Regions from separate parts of the Danio rerio genome. Here region 1 is linked to region 2. A link is a contact called in public Hi-C data. All regions are on one chromosome and are shown on one strand. The core of a region is the stretch at or near the end of the contact, and the rest is flanking DNA. Distances in the headings are between cores, read along the strand shown. Region 1 overlaps fbxo41 (F-box protein 41). Region 2 holds the start of fbxo41 (F-box protein 41).

Region 1 (3,793 bases), core at 418-2,917, 84 kb after region 2:
AAGGCATTGCTTTAGTGTTTTTGTGGTTGCTAGGACATTGCTAGTTGGTTGCTAGGGTGTTCTAAGTGGTTGCTAAGGAATTGCTAGGTGGTCGGTATGCGGTTGATAAGGTGTTTTAGGTCATTGCTAAGGTGTTGCCAGGGTATTGCTAGGTAATTGCTAAGGTGTTGTTAGGTGGTTGCTAGGTGGTTGCTAAGGTGCTGCTAGGTTGTTGCTAAGGTCTTGCTAGGTTGGTGCTAAGGTGTTGCTAGGTCATAGCTTAGGATGTTGCTAATGGTTGCTAGGGTGTTGCTTGGTGGTCGCTAGGGTGTTCTGATTGATTGCTAGGTGGTTGCTAGGATGTTGCTTGGTGGTAGCTAGGCAATTGCTTAGGTGTTCTAGGTCATTGCTAAGTTGTTGATAGGTGGTCGCTAGGGTGCTCTGAGTGGTTGCTAGGCAGTTGTTAAGGTAAGTGGAGTTTGCATGTTCTCCCTATGTTTGCGTGGGTTTCATCCGGGTGCTCCGGTTTCCTTCACAAGTCCAAAGACATGTGGTACAGGTGAATTGGGTAAGCTAAAATTGTTTATAGTGTATGTGTGTGAATGTGTGAGTGTTTCCCAGTGATGCGTTGCCGCTGGTAGGGCATCCGCTGCATAAAACATGCTGGACAAGTTGGCGGTTCATTCTGCTTTGGCAACCCCAGATTAATAAAGGGACTAAGTCGAAAAGAAAATGAATGAATGTATGAAATTAGCATGTTTCTAGTATGAATTAGCATGTTGCTAGCATGTTTCTAGCATAAACTAGCATGTTGTTAACATGAATTTAGTATGATTAGTTTGTTTGTTAGTGTGTTTCTAGTATGGATTAGTGTATTGTTTGTATGGATTGGTGTTTGTTCAATGTAAAGGCAATGGCAGTTTCTTTTTTTAAAGAAGTCTATGGAACAGTTGCTAGGTTGATGTAAGCGGTAGCTAGAGGAGATGCCTTCTTAAAATAGTCTTAAGAAGAAGAAGAAGAATTTTATGTAGCATAACAGTATTGGCCTTCTCAAGTATGTTGTAAGTAGCATAACAGTATGTTGGCTTTCTATTTATTATAATATATTTTATAAGATTCCATACAATTATTCCATACAAATTACATATTTTTTTATTGTGATATTTAATACATTGTGATATTATATTTCATAATACAATTCACTTTTTCGACCCCACTAATAGTTTGATTTTGGGTTATTTTATATCGGTTAGAGTAACAGAGTCTCTAGGCTGTTGATCATGTCTGATTTATCCCATTTCTACCACTGACATTTGTATTTGAGTGTATTCACACACGTCGTGCTCATGCGCAGGTGAAGGCTCAGGCAGCAGGACCGTTAGTTCTCTGTGATTTTTTAAGAGTCTGTTTGAGTCACAACTTTTGCCAGATTTTGCTTGATTGATCTGAAGTGTTTTCTAAATGTAGGCGAATCTGCCAGCACCCGTTTCTTCAGTCTCTGTCTTATTAGATCTCCAGCAGATTGTGTGTGTGTGTGTGACTCAGGAGATCTGGGTCTGTCAGGCTGGAGCTGTGAGATAGAAATGTCTTGCTGATTGCTTGATTTGGAGGATCTTCAGAACCTGTGGGAGGCAGTGAAATAAGGGACGGAAAATGAAAACTCTCCTCATTTTGACTCTGGCGCCACATCATGGGAATCAGTGGTAATGCAGAATGTGGCCAGTAAAAGCGGCGCTTCTCAAGCAGTAGTCCACTAGAGGGCCTCAGAAAATGTACAGCATTAATATTAATATATTAATAAAACTGTTTACGTTATGTTTTAATTAAAAAAATAAAATATTAAAAGAGTTACATTATTCAAATATGTTTAAATATGTTTTTGTTTTTTTTCAAAGTATAATCCTGAATCTCTATCGTTATTTAATTGTATTCAACTGTACTTTATTTCACACTTTTTTATGGTTTTGGTGCTATACAGGGAAATACTGGGATGTGGAAAATACATTGAAATGTATTTTAAAATTAGTTACTAAAAACCTCAATTTTCAGTGTATCAAAATGAACTACAAAATGCAGCAGTCACAAATGTATCAAAATAAAATACTGTATTTTTGTATTTTAAAAATACTACAAAATACTGCTTAATTTTTTTCACAAATTGTTCTATCAATAGGCCTATTGGATCAATCCCTTCATCATTGAACTTCATCATTGATCCCTTTATCATTAGTGAAGTAAACAATGATTGATAGCAGCAGCTTTTCTCTGAGCAAGTTTAAGTCAGCTTAAACTCCTTAAGCTCTGCACCTCATTCACCTCTACTGTACATGAGGAGGTGTTCATAATGATGTAAAGTGTGTTTCTCTTTGATTGTCCTATAGATTTTAGAACAAATTTCATACAGAAAGTCCTGTCTTGAAGAATATCTATTTAATCACTGTAAAAAAAAAACATTTAATGCTGATAATAACTACATCTCTTGATGGTAAAAATTGCCAACATCTTTTAAAAGTTTTTAGTCTCCTAAAATCTCCAGGTTTAGTAATTTGCTTAAATCATGTTTTGTTTTTTGCAATTGAACTTTTTAAATTACAGTATAAAACATGATATCTCAAAAAAAAAAAAATCTGTTTTTGCTTCCATAAAACTCGAGTTGGGAGTAGTACCAGTCTGTAGATTGGAGTATTATTACATGTTTTTATCTCATAGTGGAGAGCGGGGCACAAAGTAACACTTTTTGGTTTTGACCATAGTGAACAAAGTAATGGGGTTAGACAAACCATTTGTTTTTTACCAACAACACACAAACCTCTCCTACTTTTGTGTGTCTTACAATCTTACAACCTCTCCTGGTTGTAAGATTGCAGGTTTCTGTGCAGTATTGCTAAAAGAGCCAGGAGTATAATGTTACTATTTACCCTACCTACAGGGCAAGTAGTAGCAGACAGAGGGATTAGTTGTAACTCATGCTTATAAGATTTCACACAATTAATTTAAATCCAGTTTACTTATAAATAGTAGCTATAATTCTTCACTACATAGCTCAATTAATATTTTATTCTGCATAGCACAGCATGCTCATTTCTTTATTTATTCATTCATTCATTCTTTTTCTTGTCGGCTTAGTCCCTTTATTAATCCGGGGTCGCCACAGCGGAATGAACCGCCAACTTATCCAGCACATTTTTACGCAGCGAATGCCCTTCCAGCAGCAACCCAACTCTGGGAAACATCCACACACACTCATACACTTGGACACTTTAGCTCACCCAATTCAACTGTACCGGATGGACTGTGGGGGAAACCGGAGCACCCGGAGGAAACCCACGCGAACGCAGGGAGAACATGCAAACTCCACACAGAAATGCCAACTGACCCACCCAAGTCTCAATCCAGCATAAATACATTTATTTATTTATTGGATAAACACATTTAAATTTATTTGGATTATTATCCATTATTATACAATGCATTTATTTGCAATATTAACAATAAAATTTATTTTTTTGTCTATTAAAAAATAGAATAGAATATGTTCTATTAAAAACTTTTCATTTAAAAAGTTCTCAATACTTAACTCAAAATTCAAAACTGGTCATTTTAATGGTAATCAGTTTTGTTAGTTTAGTTGGTGTCCAACAGTGTGTGGCTTTATTGTAACACCCTGTTACAACTAACCCTGCTGTGTCATGTTTTCCTCAAAACTGGCTAGCAGTTACTGTGTGTTTCTTACATCTTTCAAAATGGTTTCATCTTTTAGCCTTTTCAAATGATGTATTTCTTCTTGACATCATGCTTAATGTTTTTCATTTAC
Region 2 (3,925 bases), core at 4-2,503:
TCAAAGACTTTTGTCAAAGCTAACGGTCTGTTAAAGGGATCATTCAGCTCAAAATGAACATTCAGTCATAGTTTACTAACCCTGGTGCTTTTTCTGATGCCATATGCAATTTCTTCTGTTTTTCAACCACAACAGGAGAAATAATAATAATAAAAGAATCCTGATTAAGCTTGTTCTTAAAATGACAGTGAGTAGCAATCAGCATCAAGCTTTTAAAAAAAAACCAATTGTATCAACGAATGATCCTATGTGACACATGGCATAGATTCCAAGTGTTCTGGGCATGTAAAGTTTAGGGAAGACAAATTGAAATTTATTGTACTATTTAGTAATAATCAGCCAACACGGCGGCTGAGTGGTTAGCACTGTCGCCTCACAGCAAGAAGGTTGCTGGCTCGAGATCCAGCTGGGTCAGTATATGTGTATATGTGTGAATGTGAGAGTGTTTCCCAGTACTGGTTTGCAGCTGGAAGGGCATCCGTTGCGTAAAACATATGCAGGATAAGTTCACTCTGCTGTGGCTACCCCTGGTGAATAAAGGGACTAAGCTGAAGGAAAATGAATGAATGAATTCACTGATAATCCTGACCTTGACTGTTTGTATTGCCATACTGTAATAAAATACTCGACTCTAATAACATAGTCAACACTATAAAGCCCTGGACACACCAAGCTATGTCTACGTGCTATGCTATGTGTTACATGAACATAAACATAGACATCAAGCTGACGTCAAATGTTGTCACTGCGTCTGCTGAATCTGGTTCTGTCCATAAATAGTGGCGGTTCTAGTTTAAATGGCACCCTGGGCAAACCACCCCATACACCCCTCCCCTTTATTTTGTAATATTTATTTTTCAATAAATATAACAATTTATTTATCTTTGATAATATTAATATTATTATAAAATTATTATTCTGAATAAAAAGCAGAAATAAATCCTAAATGTTACTGGAAAACCATGTAACAACTGGAGTGATATGCTAAGATCACTTAAGAAAACCTTTGCATGAATATTATGACAATTTAATTCAATTCAATTAAAAAAAAATCTGTTGTTTTAGATCCGACTCATGGCTGAGAATTAATGTTATAAAGTCTTAGCTCCCGGACTCTTCATCCTTCCTTTCTGCTTTATAGCAATGCATTATCATATTCCTTAAACTTTAATTTTGTCAACTTGCAAAACTCGCTGCATGCCGACACCTCTGCACAAAAGACTATTACTTCGGTTTCACGGCGCATGAGCAGTGCATATGTTATTGACGTGCATGCAAACAACCGAGATTCACACAGGAGCGCATGTGTGGTATGCGGGAATAGTTTTAAATGTATATCTATATTGTTTGCAAATATTTAAGAAATGCAACAAAATGGCTGCCAGCTTTTGTGTTCCACTTTGCTCGTTTGTTTTGTTTCATTGCTTCAGATTTGTATGTACCTGAACAGCCAATAAGAACACTCTCTGATGCCGATTGAACATGCCGAATTTGTTGATCTTCGTCCAAGTCCGACAAGAGACAACATGTGGAAAACACCAAACAACACTACTCAACTGCTCATCATCGGCTTGGTGAGTCCCAGTCTTTAGTTCCACGGTTCATGTCAGTTTAACCAGAAAAAACACACAAGATAACTGATATGATAAATCAAGATGAATAAAACATGAAACACAATGTCTAAAAATAATAAGTGGATCAAAACGGAAAAACGTGATAACTAGAACTAGTATTTTGTCACATTTTATGGTAAAATATGGTGCTAATAGTCTCATCAATATGCAGTCATGCACATAGACTAATGGTCAAAGTCAGGATTTTCTTTAAATAATATATAAATTATGTGGAAGAAATATAATTTTCACCAAATCTTTTTATAAACCATAAGAACTCTATCTATCTATCTATCTATCTATCTATCTATCTATCTATCTATCTATCTATCTATCTATCTATCTATCTATCTATCTATCTATCTGTATGTCTGTCTGTCAAAATTTAAGCTAATGAAACTTTCTTGGCAGGCTTTGTGAAGCCAAAATGAGCATTGCTTTAACAGCTTTAAAAAAAATCTAGTTTCTATTCTCAAAGTACTCTATACATCAACCAGCAGGAACACCTTTGATCCCTTGACGTTCACGGCTTGTTAGATGCCGTTTACATCCTCTCAGTGTTGGCTACCCATTCAGATCTATTAGAAGTCAGTGGGAGACGGATCCCATTCCCGTTCCTCTCGTCCTTTTCTCAGTGAGCATTGACAGTAGATTGGATTGATGGCTTAATGCATTCATGAAGTGTCAGCCTTCTGCCATTGGCGATCACTTGAGTGAGGGAAACAGTGTTAAGAGGGAAGCCCGTTCCTTCACTGGGCTGATCTACAGGGTTTGCTTCTTTGTGCTTAACAGGCTGGTGGCAGGATGTACAGGTTAAGTATTAACCCAGTACAGTGTATCTGGATGTTTGAGGTAAAGTTTTGAGCATCCTGCAGGCTCGGTCTAACAATTGAACATGCCAAAGATCTCCAAAGGCAAGAATACATCATCCATCTTTATTTCTACAGTGATAGATACCACATTTCAGCCGATAACACACGGGTTGATGGATCTACATATTATTTGGGATATTAGTTTGTAGCTATATTGTCCAACTGAAAGCTTAAAAAAGATCCTGTTACATTTAGCTGAGGTTACTAGATATTCTTAATAAAAAATATTATGAGAATGATTTTTCTGGTATTATGGAATGGTGACTGGGCTGGCCAATCCTGGAGCACCTTGAACTTTTTTGCTTTAGCGAACTTTGATTTTATTGGCTGAAGTATGAGAGGGAGCGCTATCCTGCTGAAGAATTTGCCCTCTCCTGTGGTTTGTAATGTAATGGGCAGCACAAATGTCTTGATACCTCAGGCTGTTGATGTTGCCATCAACTCTGCAGATCTGTCGCACTGCCCCATACTGAATGTAACCCCAAACCATGATTTTTTCTTCACCAAACATTGTGAGGATCTTGGGTCCATGTGGGTTCCAGTAGGTCTTCTGCAGTATTTGTGATGATTGGGATGCTGATGATTCATCAGAAAAATCTACCTTCTGCCACTTTTGCAAATAATCAAGAAGTGAATTTATTATTTTTGCTCTTACAACTGGGATTGACGACAAGACTTTTGTCAGGTAGTGTATATTTGTATACAAGATGGTGGAAAATTAGACACAAAAATAATGAATAAGATTAATATTTTTAACCGATTTAATGAAGAATGAGAAATTAAATGGTTAAAATAGTTAATTTAAAATAGAATACACCTAAATAGTTCACCTAGAAAAGATTCTTCAGTAAGAAGTGTTTAATCATTTAAATAGAATTTAGTATAACCACTTACTCTTCAATGTAACTTATATGTGAGTACATTTATAAAATATAATTATTTCTACTTGTATTTTTATGGTTATCTATCTGTTAAAGTAAATGATAACGGAACATTACTCCACCCACATTTTATTTTCACTAAATGCAAAATTTCTCTAAATTGATTTTATATATATATATATATATATATATATATATATATATATATATATATATATATATATATATATATATATATATATATATATATAAATATGAGATGTGTCATGCAGGGTCATTTGGGAATGTTCTATTTCTGGTTTTCTTTGAAAAGCATAAGGTAATGCATATTTTTAATTTCCAAATACGAGTAATTCCATGCAAATGTCAACCTTGCCATAAAAAAATTAAGTTGTCATCAAAATAGCAAAAACCTTTCTACATTTTTTTGTGTGTGTAGGCATGTATTTTACAGTACTGTGGAAATACTCAAAAATGTTTCTGTCAATGATTTCAAGCAATTACATTTGATTTACCAAATTCACACAAGTGGCAATTTCACATCTGTCACATCATAACG

The links. A called contact is a pair of places that touch in the nucleus more often than the background predicts.
Region 1: a contact with region 2 is called in a Hi-C map of embryo, with 2.0 times the contacts expected there. The contact joins the enhancer-like site here to the promoter of fbxo41 in region 2. A contact is called at or near these places in 3 of 18 Hi-C or Micro-C datasets (caudal fin, embryo and an unstated tissue) and 1 of 4 datasets of contacts at active chromatin or transcription factors (caudal fin).

Annotation. Positions count from the first base shown.
Region 1 is chr1:44,973,349-44,977,141 of GRCz12tu, forward strand. The region is part of intron 6 of fbxo41 (F-box protein 41); the gene reads left to right. Among named protein-coding and RNA genes, the nearest start is that of rnf24, 78 kb to the right of the region's middle. Within about 2 kb of position 1,668, at least 15 of the 62 cell types and tissues checked have an H3K27ac peak or open chromatin away from gene starts, as enhancers often do.
Region 2 is chr1:44,889,480-44,893,404 of GRCz12tu, forward strand. fbxo41 (F-box protein 41) reads left to right here and starts at 1,254. Exons shown (of 14, transcript XM_073953180.1): 1 at 1,254-1,332; 2 at 1,431-1,574.